Linked DNA regions of Zea mays: region 1 is linked to region 2. Evidence: chromatin contacts called from public Hi-C data. All regions are on one chromosome and are shown on one strand. Each heading gives the region's core, a stretch centred on a gene start, on an enhancer-like site or on the middle of the called end of the contact. The rest is flanking DNA. Distances are from core to core; before and after follow the strand shown. Region 1 holds the start of LOC100273815 (O-fucosyltransferase family protein). Region 2 has its middle 7.8 kb from the start of LOC542605.

What was found. A called contact is a pair of places that touch in the nucleus more often than the background predicts.
Region 1: a contact with region 2 is called in a Hi-C map of leaf, with 5 times the contacts expected there. The contact joins the promoter of LOC100273815 here to the enhancer-like site in region 2. A contact is called at or near these places in 2 of 25 Hi-C or Micro-C datasets (endosperm and leaf).

The regions. Positions count from the first base shown.
Region 1 is chr3:140,246,887-140,253,027 of Zm-B73-REFERENCE-NAM-5.0, forward strand. LOC100273815 (O-fucosyltransferase family protein) reads left to right here and starts at 1,936. Exons shown (of 11, transcript NM_001360458.1): 1 at 1,936-2,124; 2 at 4,768-4,835; 3 at 5,085-5,173; 4 at 5,268-5,445. The coding sequence starts at 4,791.
Region 2 is chr3:140,047,984-140,054,201 of Zm-B73-REFERENCE-NAM-5.0, forward strand. No RefSeq gene overlaps it. Among protein-coding and RNA genes, the nearest start is that of LOC542605, 7.8 kb to the right of the region's middle. Within about 2 kb of position 3,783, at least 19 of the 20 cell types and tissues checked have an H3K27ac peak or open chromatin away from gene starts, as enhancers often do. A contact at or near this core is called in endosperm and leaf, where this site is marked.

The sequences.
Region 1 (6,141 bases), core at 686-3,185, 200 kb after region 2:
AACTTCACCCATTGTGCTTAAGGAACTATATATCTACTCTTAGCATAAAGTTTTTGCACACAAAGTTCAAACATTATTATAGTGTTACAATTCTAGTAATGTAAAACAAGAACTTAATTGCTCAAATTAAATGTTCAGAGTAAAGAAGGATTAGGAACATAATGATAATTTCCCGAGGTATCAAATAGTCGGTACTTCCTCACTAGTCCTTGTTAGAGAACCCACACAAGGGTTTTACCGCCCCTTGATTCGTACAAGAATCAAGTGCTCTCTATAGTTTGATTCTCAACACTTTGGCATGGTGAATCACGCGCAATCGTTTACAACATGAGTTGGGCCACCCATAATTCCATTGAGTGATCACTAAACTATCGATTGCCACCAAGGTATCCAGATGATGTCGAGCACAAAGTGTAATAAACACAAACTCTTACTTGACATAAACAAGCCCATTGAGAATGATTGATGCACACTTGTTCTATCCATGCACTAATGAGGTCTCTAATATCTATGATTATAAAATCTAAAACACTTCATTAAGCAAAGCCTCTTCCTTCAACTTCAATGGGTTTCATAAGATGAACAAATGGACAAGAGACCTCAAATATATAAAATGAGACTATAATTAGCATTCAAACATTCAATATGACATGGACTAAAATTTAGTAGCAATATCTAAACACTCTTAGGTCTCATTTGGCATAGCTCCACTCTATGATTCTCTAGCTCGGAGAGCTGATTCTTGAATAGAGTATTTCGAATTACTCTTTAGCAGAATTGAATATATCTACAAAAATTATTTGACAAATAATCCGTGAAGTGGTTCTTGAGAGGTTGAAGAGTGGGGAGCAGGTTGAAAACAACAAATTCTATGTTTTTCTCTTAATATTTTTAAAAGCTCCCGACCACAGTTTCTCCACGATCAGGTCCCAGCTTAAGCCCACCAGAAACCCTTTGGCAGGGTTTCTCGCTAGGGGCTTCTACTGTGGCTTCACATTTTTTATGAGCTGTACCAAACAATATTATAATAGATGACTTTCAGTAAAAACACTTTTTCATTTTAGGTTTAGTTTGAAAACTCTATTTTCTCAAGAGAAATTAGTTCATTTTTCCACGAGAAAATAGAATTCCTCGAAAAAATGGAGCTCTCAAACTAGCTCTTATATTGGACTGGTGAAGCTAAAAAAATTGGCTCACACAGCTTTGTCTTCTCTTTTGCAAATCTGCTCCCATCATACGAATAAAATCATAATCGCATTGTTCTGTTTTCGCCGTAGCCGCTGCCCCAGCCGTCGCCGTACCTGCATTGACGGGACCTCCCCGTCAAGGTGGCCCGGCAATCATGAGTTTTGTATGGATAGTTTACAAATTTTTATATATGTGGACGTTAGTTTATAATATTAAATTTTCAATTTTCAATGAGGTTCAAAATAATTATTGGGAATCACCTTTTTTATACATGCAAAATATATTATATTTAAGATTGAATTAATGATACTGAATATATAAAAATTCAGATAAGATTTATTTTGTAAAATAGCATAGAAGCCATATTGCCAAATGGTTTTTGATATAGCTTTAGCTTCATAGAAAAGCTGCTTACACGGAAAAATCAAAGTCAAAGCTATTTTTAGGAAGCTAAAGCCGTGTTAAATCGAAGCTATTTTTAGGAAGCTAAAGCCGTGTTAAAGGAGCCATAAGCTGTCCTATAACATCGTGTCTAACAGTTAATCTATATAATCTATATAGTCAGCGAAAATAGTGTTTTACATTATAGACTATACTATTTATACAGTCAATTTGGGAGCGAAGCCCATGTAAAGAAATGGGATAACGTAAGGAAAACTAAGCCCGGCCCGGTGGCCGACAAAAAGAAGTAACAAAGGCTACGGTTTGCCACTGGGCCGGACCGTTCCCATCTTGCAGTTGCGTCCCCTCTCGCTCGCGGCCATGGCGAAACCTCGCGGGGCGCCGAAGCTCCTCTACCCCCGCCACCGGCGGCTCCTACGGTCACCGATCTCGCGCTGCGCTTGCCTGTTCCTCGCCTTCGCTGCGCTCCTCCTCGTCTCCTCCCTGCACCAGGTCGTTCGGGTCGACCTACTACGCCCGGACCCGCCCCACCAGGCCCGTTTCGCGATCCTTCCTTCATTTTGGTTACTGGTAGCTTGCTGCTTGTTGAGGTTTCACTGCACGCATTGGTTAGCTAGGCATCGGTTTTTTTGTGTAATGCAGTTGCTGAATGCACGAAATTGCCTTGTTTGTGCTCACGTTGGTACTCAATTTAATCTCATTTTCCTGGTTGTTGATAGAGAAGCAAATAATAATAAGACCGAAACAGATTCTAGGCATTGCGTTCTATCCATATATGCAATGCAACATAGTAACATACCAATTGATCTTCGTTAAACTAGTACCAACTGCAGGCCAGATTGTTGGTGTCCTTTAACAAAAGAATTTAGCTACAGAGAGCAAATTGCTCCTGAAATTACTGCCAGTATAACACTAGTTGTTGGCGACAAGGGTAGACCAATCTTAAACATTCATGCCATCACGTGACTAAGGATAGGCCAACTCCAGATACTGTTGTGAGGGTAAAGTGAAATATTCTATCTAGGGAGAGAGATTAAAACTATTAGCTTGAGAAACTCCAGAAAAAAAACTTGGCCGGGGAGGGAAGGACCGCCCTCCCGGTATTATATTAAAAAGAGACAGAAATATGGCCCCGGACGAGAAAATCTCAAAATCTCTGAACCCTGACCACCATCACTAGCGGGCCATCACCTCTCACTCTACAACGGCCCGGCCGGAGGGTGACACATATGACGTAACCCGGGAGCGGGCGGGGCACAACGAGAGGATTTTTTAAAACAAGTCCGAACTTCGCCCTCGAGGGGGATCGAACTCGGGACCTGGAGGTGCTAATCGGAAGCCTTAACCATTACGCTAGACGCCCTTTCGCGAACCACTGTTTTCAAGTCATCCGACTAATCGCGATTAGTCGGGCAGGTCGCCTGGTAGTGGCCGATCAACCGGACGACTCGACTAGAGTATCAAGTCGTCCAGGTCGTCCGACTAGTCGTCGATTAGGGGTGATTAGTCATCCGACTAGATGGTAAATCGACCAGGATTTGTCCAAGCTGCTAGGGTTTTCTAGTGGGCCACTGGGCTTCTATTTTTAGGCCCATCTACAGTAGTATAAAGGCAATGCGCCACCACCCCTTGTCATCCCTTGAAACTTTTCCTCTCCTCTGCCAAGTCCAGAACACAGGCTGCGGCTCTAGAACACCAGCAGCAGCTCCAGAACACCGGCGGTGTCTCCAAAACACTAGCGACGAGATGAGCTCCTCATCTCAAGGTTCCCCCCCTTCTCCCCCTTTCCTATCTTTCCTATTGTCTGAATTCTGATGAATCTGAATCTGTTGGAGAAGCTGCTGCTGCTTTTTGCTTGGATGATGATATGCTCTAGGTAGTAGGTACTGCATTACTGCTTGTAGCCTTGTATTCAATATTTCAGTTTCAGTTCTGCTATAGTGCTATATGCCTATATTGCCTTTCAGTCTGTTACTCAGTTTCAATTTCATACTTATATAATACCTATTGCAGTATTGCTTATATATACATATATCATATTATATATACATATGCCCAGAAATATATAGGACGATTAGGGGACGACCAGAGGTCGACCAGGACCGATTAAGCGTCCTAATCGTCACCCTAATCGCGATTAGGCGCCTGGTCGGTCCTCTGGAACGACCAGCTGGTCGCCCGACCTGAAAACAATGCGAGAAACTTCAGAAGGGCATGAGAGAAAACTTTAATGCTTACTTTTGAGTTTTGACACCCTTATTTTGGATGATCAAATTCGAAATTGGACTGATGTTTTTTTCTTTAGTAAAGTTTCTTATGGTACTAATGTTTTGTATGCACTAACATGGGCAATAGAAGATTCACAGGTCAGCATAGGCTTATATACTTTTGGATATTTAGCATGTAAAGTCAATTTGCATGCTTTGCATTCTAGTGAAGCAAAACTGATATTAACAGATTTATTTATGAAGGCTAGTTATGCTACCACTCTTAGAAAATCTAATTGTCATTGAATTGAAGCAATACTTTATGTTCAGGTGTCAAATGATCAACTGTGGGCTTCTAATGGTTATGGTTATCATGCTTGTGTTACACCAACCTCTAGATATAAGGGTAAACTTTATTTTCTTTGCACCATTTTTTTTATATAATAAATCAAAGTCATCATGGTTATTTTATTAATATGAAATGCTTGAGGTCTCCATGATATCAAATGTTAGCTCTTGGCCGCAGTTGATTTTAGGGTACAAATTAGTGGATAATCCAGCTCTTGTTGACACCAACTCATGCATATGATTCACGCTCCTGATATCATCTTTACCCATTTTCTGAGACGGGTATAATATATATTTTTGTTATAGTGGTTTTGATTGTACAAGCTAGAAATTTAAACAAGAAGGTTTGATTTTACACTTTTTTAATTTATTAAAAAATAGTATATGTACGTTATCTGATCTAGGAACATAGGAGCAACACAACAATGACCAAATTGGAACTCATTCTTGTAATTATTCTTTGCACAGCCAATTATATGTATCCTTCTCTGTATATACGCAATCTGATAACATCACTCATGCGTAATGATGCATATGTGTATGTGGTATACTGGTATTGTGATAATGTTTCTGTCATTATCATTTCTGTTGATGGCTCTAACAATCGCTTTTGTATTATCAGTTCAAGGCAAGTCAGACAGCTACATGACTGTTAGAAGTAATGGAGGACTCAACCAAATGCGCACTGGAGTAAGTCCATTGCACCAAGACTTAACTCTAAGCTTTATATTTGTCTATCTTATGTGAGCATGCTTTTGCATCTATAGTTATATAGTAATATATTCTTGTTAGAAAGATTTGTTCCTGGTTTTTTTGCTGGTGTCTTCTGATTAATCTATGTTATGTTTGACTCAGTTATTGTTATTAATAGTTTCTGTATGTTTCTCCAGAAAATTCTGGTTTCCTATATTTAGTCTTAGCCTAATCTTCCCTCTGCAGATCTGTGATATGGTTGCAGTTGCCCGTTTGGTGAATGCAACACTTGTTATCCCTCAGTTAGATAAGCGATCCTTCTGGCAAGATACCAGGTTCTGAGTATTAGGTTATAGTTTAGCTATTGCCATATATTCTGTCTGATTGCTCCTTATTTTTTTGTTTAACAACTCCCACCACTATCTACAGTACATTTAAAGACATATTTGATGAGCCTCATTTTATTAAGGCTTTGGAAGGAGATGTCCACATTGTGAGTGACTTGCCTGGAAGTTTGCAATCTGCTCCAAGAGCCCGGAAACATTTCACCTCATGGTCCGGTGCAAGTTATTATGAGGAAGTGAAAGAGCTCTGGAAGAATCAGAAGGTAGTTCAGTTACATTTCAAACACCAAACTAAGGAAGTTCTCCTTTTTGCTGCTTATTATTTAATGTTGAATTGATTTTTATGATATGGTGGTTCCAGTTCGTGCAAAATGAGTTGAGGATGTCACGGTAGTAGTTCTTGTTGCAATGATATAGGGAGAGAAATAACGATTTCTGGATGTTGCTTGTATGTAGTATGGCGCTGTACTTTCTCATGGATGTGTTTATTAGGATTTTCTATGTTTCAGGGGTAATTGCCTGAAGTAGCTTTCCTCAATACATTTCTGTGATAGATTTGAAATAAAATTGTTTTGAGCATTGTTATTAAGCCACAAATGCAAACTGAGTTATGAGGAGTGTTAGAGTATATGGATTAGGCCCATGTGGCTAGGCCCATGAGGCCCGTGTATGAACTCTATATAGCCACCCTCTCTAGGGTTGGCCCATTATTCTAATCTATCCAACATGGTATCCAGCTAGGGTTTCTCTTCCTCCCTCCCCTCCCCAGCCGCCGGGTACTCAGCTAGGGTAGCCAGCCGCCTCCCCTGCTCTCATCCACGCCCGCCGCCAGGACGCCCCGGCCGCCCGGCCGTGCCGCCGTCCCCGCCTCTCCCGGCCGAGCGCCTTCCCAGCCGCCGGGTACGCACGCCGCCAGGCGACGCGCCCCGCCCGGCCGCGCCCAGCCCCGCGCGCCCCCG
Region 2 (6,218 bases), core at 2,533-5,032:
CCAGACCAAGCAAGGAAGGAAAAAGAACTAGATAGGCCTTATTGGTTTTAGTTACTTGTAAACAAGTGTTCAAGGGCATGGATGTAATTTTACCCGGGCTACGTTCCGTGACTATAAATAGATGAACAGTACCCTAGTACTGTTCACGCTGGATTGTAATCACTCTCGCGTCATCCTCATTCTCTCACCTTTTGGCAAGTCGAAGGTACCAATGTAATATGAATATTATTGATGTTTATTCATGTTTATAGAATATAGGTATAAATGAATCCTGAATACATAATTATCATTATCCTTATTCTTTATTCTTTTATATTCCTTCGCTTTCTTATTTACATTCAAGTTAACATGCTGAAATGATGAAGGTATATCCTTCATGACTTTCGTCTGAAAGATTATTATATTCGAGAGGAAATAATGCTTCGAAGGACGAAGATCTTTAATCATTAACAATTGTGTTACCTTGTTATTGATTTATAGTATTTGAGAACAAGTGACCAACAGATACATAGTATATACTACTAAACGACTCTCCCCTCTCTCTGTGTATATATATTAGTGAGGATGTTACCTAGCCAATTGGGTGTGTTGGTGGTGGAATTAGCAACAAGAATGGCGGATTGGGCATGTTGGAGTTTATGTGTAAATGTCATAAATATTGCAATAAATTTAGAATAAAATTTAAGGGTCCATGGTGGGGACGAAGGCGATAAGGTTTAGTGGCTGTTTGGCAGAGCTCACATAGCTGCACTTCTAGTGAGAATCACTCTAACGCAGCTGGATGACAAAAAAGTAAATTGCTCCATAGTAAGAGTGAAGTGAATCTAGTCACCATTTTGTACAAGAAAGTGGGAGCAAAAAAATCTGCTTCCCGCCACTCTCAACCTGCTCCCCACTCTCCAATCCCTCAAGAATCACTTCAGACACTATTTATCAAACAATTTTCGTCAGATAGATTCACTTCTACTAGAAAATCATTTGAAATCACTTTATTAAAGAATCAGCTCTCGGAGCTAGAAAATCAAGAAACGGAGCTCTACCAAACGAGCCATTAGTCCCACATAAAAAATAGAAGAAAAATAAAGTCAATTTAAATAGCTCCCTCATTATTCTTTGAAAGGAAGTACGAGAGGAGAAAGCTAAAACCACTCGTCGACATGTATACACATATTTTGTGTGATTATTCGCGTGAGTTATGACTTGCGATGGTGGATGCCAAATTTGTTTCTATCTTTTGCGTTTTTTTACAATTCTAACTTTGCCTTGCGTCATAAGTTTGAAAATAAATTGATCAGATTATGGAGATCGTAACTTTTTATTCTTTTTTACATGTGGTTATCTTAAGCCTAATATCCTATATAATAGAGAGGGCATTCTTCTTGAAAGACAAGAGAAATAACCAATCTATTACAGGTTAGAGTTTTAGGCAAGAGAATCGTCTCTGTTGTGTGATCTCAGGCTCCTCCATCTCTAGCGATGGCATGACGACGATGGTGGGAAGAACAATGTCCCTAAAACCTTGCTCTAGTGAAGAACCTACGGGGGTTGAGGTGAATTAGGTTTTTGGGCAGTGATCACTGGATTGCTCGTTTAGTCGATCTGATATCTATTGACTTCAACGACACCACGAACTCATCTTTGACCAAACTAGAGTGATCCTTGCTGTAAGTAATGATGAGTTTCTCTCTCATATTTCTATTAGATGCATTCAAGATAGATTTAATATGTTATATGGACACGATATTATTTACTACATGAGGTTTATCCATTATTCATCTAGTAATTGCTTTAGGAATTAATTTAATATTAAAAGTGCACAATTATCTAACAATCAAAAAACAGATAAGCATTTTAAGATGGGTAATAGCTTTGTTGATGTGATGAAACCTGAGAAGTTTGGTGGATCAAACTTTAAGAGATGGTTCAAAAAACTTGATTTGTGGCTCACTATTATGGACAAGCCTTGGTTGTCAAGCCTTGTGAAGGCCCTCCAAATGTTTAAAAATACGTAGAGTTCAACAAGGATAATGTGATAACAGTAGGTTGCATCTTGAATATGTTGTCTGACAAGCACTGTGATGTATACATAAGCATAAAGAGTGAAAATATCTCATAAAGAATATCAAACATAAGTATGGTGCCTTAGATATTGGGCATGAGTGTATGTCATTGAGTACTGTCATGACTACAACATAGTTGATAATCGCTTTGTGGTTGAGCAATCTCATGAGATACAACTCATTGTTCACACCAGGAAATTGGTAAATGTTTGTGGGTGATACTAAGAATGTGGGTGACGACGACTTTAATTTGACTTAAGTTCGTGGGTGCCTGTAACACCTAAAATCTTATTTTGGGATTTTTAAAAGTTTCTCCAAAAGATTTGAGAAAAAATGACTTCTAATAATAAATTATTTCCTTTATATCTCTAAAGTAGTTGAATAACAAAAATAAGAGTTTGATATCCAAAACTTAAATCCAAATCTTTAAACTAAAGGTTGGAACAATAAATAAAAGAAAGATTTCTAATCTATTTTTATTTTCTCTATAAACTATATAATTAAAGCACTCCTTAAAAATATTTGATTTAACATAACTAATGTAAAATATTATATATTAATAATCGTTTTGAGTAACTTTTGATTTGATCCCATATTCAAATATAATATTTTCCTAAAAGATATAATGTGTGGGTTGCATAATTGATACCATTTTTTGTATAAATAAATAAATTAATTAATTAAAATAAATTTATGTATTCATGTTGGGTTTTGGATTGTGCATTTTATGAAACCCCAAACTTAGATTTGCATTTGAATTCAACTAGAAGTTTGAAAAAGAAAACAGAAACAAAAATAGAAAAGGGAAATAGCTTACTTGGGCTGAATTCACCCACCCTGGCTCGTTTCTCCTTTTCGCCAGCCCAAGCGCGAGCGCGAGCCGTCAGGTGGGGATCGCTCCCCAATTCCTCATTAGCCACACCGTGTTCTGCTCCAGCCACTGGTGTGTGGGCCCAGCAGGTCTGCCGTTCGTTGACGTCATGCAGACGATGCAGTGGCGAGCGGAATAACAGAATTCCATTGGTAGAAGCGCGTTAGGTTCGCTCGATCCGGCCAGCTGAGCACCTCCTGGGTCGTCCCTGCCTATAAATTCGAGGGCGCCGCGTTGTTAATCCTTAGGTTGGCCAAAGTATACGCCTCATCGTGAGATAGAGAGAAGATAAAGGGGGAGCTGTCGCTGGTAATCTTCACCGCCGTGCGGGCCGCGACGGTTACACAAGGAACTTCACCAAGATCCAACGAAGGGGCGTGCGAATGATTACGGGCGCGTGATTGAGTGGGTGTCGATGAATTTCTCGCCGTCGTACCATGGGTGTCGTGGATCCGCTCCACACTGCGGGTCGGCCTCACCACAACGCCGACAATGGTGAGATTTCTTGCTAAGTGTTCGCCATCACGTAGATCACGTCAGGTTCAAGGGTTGCAAGCCTAGGCAAAGTTTCGCACTCGCCGATGATGGCCTCCACCACGGGGGCTTGGCGGCGCTGCCCAAAGTCGGTTGGGGGTGGGCGATGGGTTCTGGCCCGTTGATCCAACAACGAGCAATTTCGATTAGACAACACGTATCACTTTGGCGTAATCAATCCGAACTCTCGAATCGTGATCAAGTGGGTGATATCAAAATAGGATAAATTAAATCAGAGGTATAGAACTTGGATCCTGTGGCTGTTGAAGATACCGCTTCACGATCTATTCTAGGCCATGGATCTAAGATCCTAGGGCCCATATCGCGTACCGGTTCGATGGTTTGTTTTCAGCCATCGGATCTAGATCCAATGGTAAGGAAGTAACACTTGTTGTGAGCCGAGGCAATTTAGCTAAAGAGTCCCTGAAGTACTTCGAAATTAACCCGCCATCCTGTTTTTCATAGCAAAGCCCTCGGGTTAACTTTTAAAATTGCAAACCACTCACTGGACTCTCCAAATAGACCCATGTAGACTGATTTAGAGTTTAAAGTCAATATAAAAAGAATAGAAATCTAGATAAACCATATCTTATTCATTTTAAGTTCATTTTAGTCCATTGAAGTCGCGTTAGCTTCGTAATAAAATTGGCTATATAGTAACAACATTAGTTGTATCATGTCACACTTTTATAATTAGATATTTGTTTAATCTATGTTTAGTAGATTAACCTTTCTAAAGTTAATCTGAGAATAATTATAATTTGACTAAAATATTATCTCTAATCAAGTTATAATTTAGATTAAAGATGAGTTTGTATTTTGAATATCTTTCTCACACGATGTATATTAATCAACTTATAAACATAAGTTTTAATGTTTAATCACCTAAATCTTCAAAAAAACCATATCTTATTAATCGTAACTCCGATTTTAGTGAATCTCGAGCATACGATCTCGTAGCGGCGCATAGAATATTATTGTGTGGTTCGTTTTCATCTTTGGTGTAATGTTATTTTTACCTATTCTTTGTCTATCTATATGTATTGCTACGTGTAGAAACGAGGTAACGGGAATTGAAGGCCAAGTTTTGGGGAGACATATGGACAACATGTTATCATAAGTAAAAGGTAAGTTGTGTCCTTGGTCACTTTCTTTGACCTAATAATGTTCTGTTATTCACCTTGGCATAGTTAGGTTAAGCTGATGGAACCTAATAGGTTGCGTAGTTTGTTTATCCTACACCTTGCAAACAAATGAACTATTGGGTAGTCTTGCTATTGCTCTACCTGGTTTTGGGACTAATATTACATTTAAATTATGATCATGCTCTATTATTATTGTTGGTTTAATTATTGTTCATGATAAGATCATTTTGTTAATTGGAACATGGAGCGACCACCCGAGAAAACAGTGCTACCATAAGGTTGGCCAATTAATTTAGAAAGCTAGGGAAAGATTACCTTACCCGAAAGGGGGAAGCCGGGAGTGAATCGCTACAGAGTATGGGGAGGCTCTCGAGTCGAACTGTTTGTGATAGCTGTTCGGACGAGGGATTCATGTGCTTCCTTTTGCCTGAAACCGCAATGGGTTTTCTAAAACTAGTGGAATTTTGGAAAGGCTTTGTAGTGCTACTCTGCCTCGTCTCCTCGGTAGAGATGAATGGGAGTCGAGATTGCTTGGCAAATGGGTAACACGACTTGTGGGTAAAGATGCACAACCTTTTGCAGGATGTAAAACTGGTATATCAGTCATGCTCACGGTCAAGAGCGGCCCAGACCCTCACATGAGTAAGTTATGGAATTAAACTTAACCTTTCATTTGCATTGCATTGTGAGATTTATTCATCATTGAGATCAATTATTTAATTGGGTTGGTATTGACTTATACTTAATAATTGCTAATAGATTTTTGACCAACACTAAAAGCAATGCTCAGCCTTAACCATTTTCCTTGGTAAGCCTTACACTACACTTTTTCCCACATTTGCTGAGCAATGAACGCATGTGAGCTCACCCTTGCTATACTCACACGAGGTCAAGAATAGGTACCGCCAAGATGAGGAGCATAATTGATGCTACGATGAGTTCGAAAAGGTCTAGACCGTCGTCTCCCAGTCAACTATGGTTGCAGAGGATTGTTGCCATCATATGATGTATTTATTTAGTTATTTTGTACAGAACCCCTATATGTAATAAAGATGTGACATTAATTTCTGTACCATGAGTCATCGTATGTATGAGATATGATCCTAGCACACATTTGAGACGCGCCAGGGTTTGCCCTTAAATCCAGGTGTGACAGTACCGTTAACACTATCGCCCCCATGAACTTAACCTATTAAGTTCGTCGGCCCCCACAAACTTAACCTATTAAGCCTACTCTCCTACATAATAGAGAACATGTTCTCCTTGAAAGACCAGAGAAACAACAAATCTAAAATGTAAGTGTGTAATAGGAGAAACCTAAAATTTTAAGTGTTAGGGTGTTTGAAAGTCGCCTAGAGAGGGTGAACAGGAGAAACCTAAAATTTTAGCTCAAACAACAAAACTTGATCCGAGAGTTATAACTTTAAGCATTAGAACAAGAGTGGTTAGATTAGAGTAAGTTCAAGTTCAATACTGGCGATATGTTGCTAATAAATGTAAGTTTGTAATTGAACTTAGCAACAATGTTATATGTAAAATAAGAGCAACACAAGTATGAAGTTAGGTAGGAAAGGGCAAAGCAAATCAATATGAAAACACAAAGATACC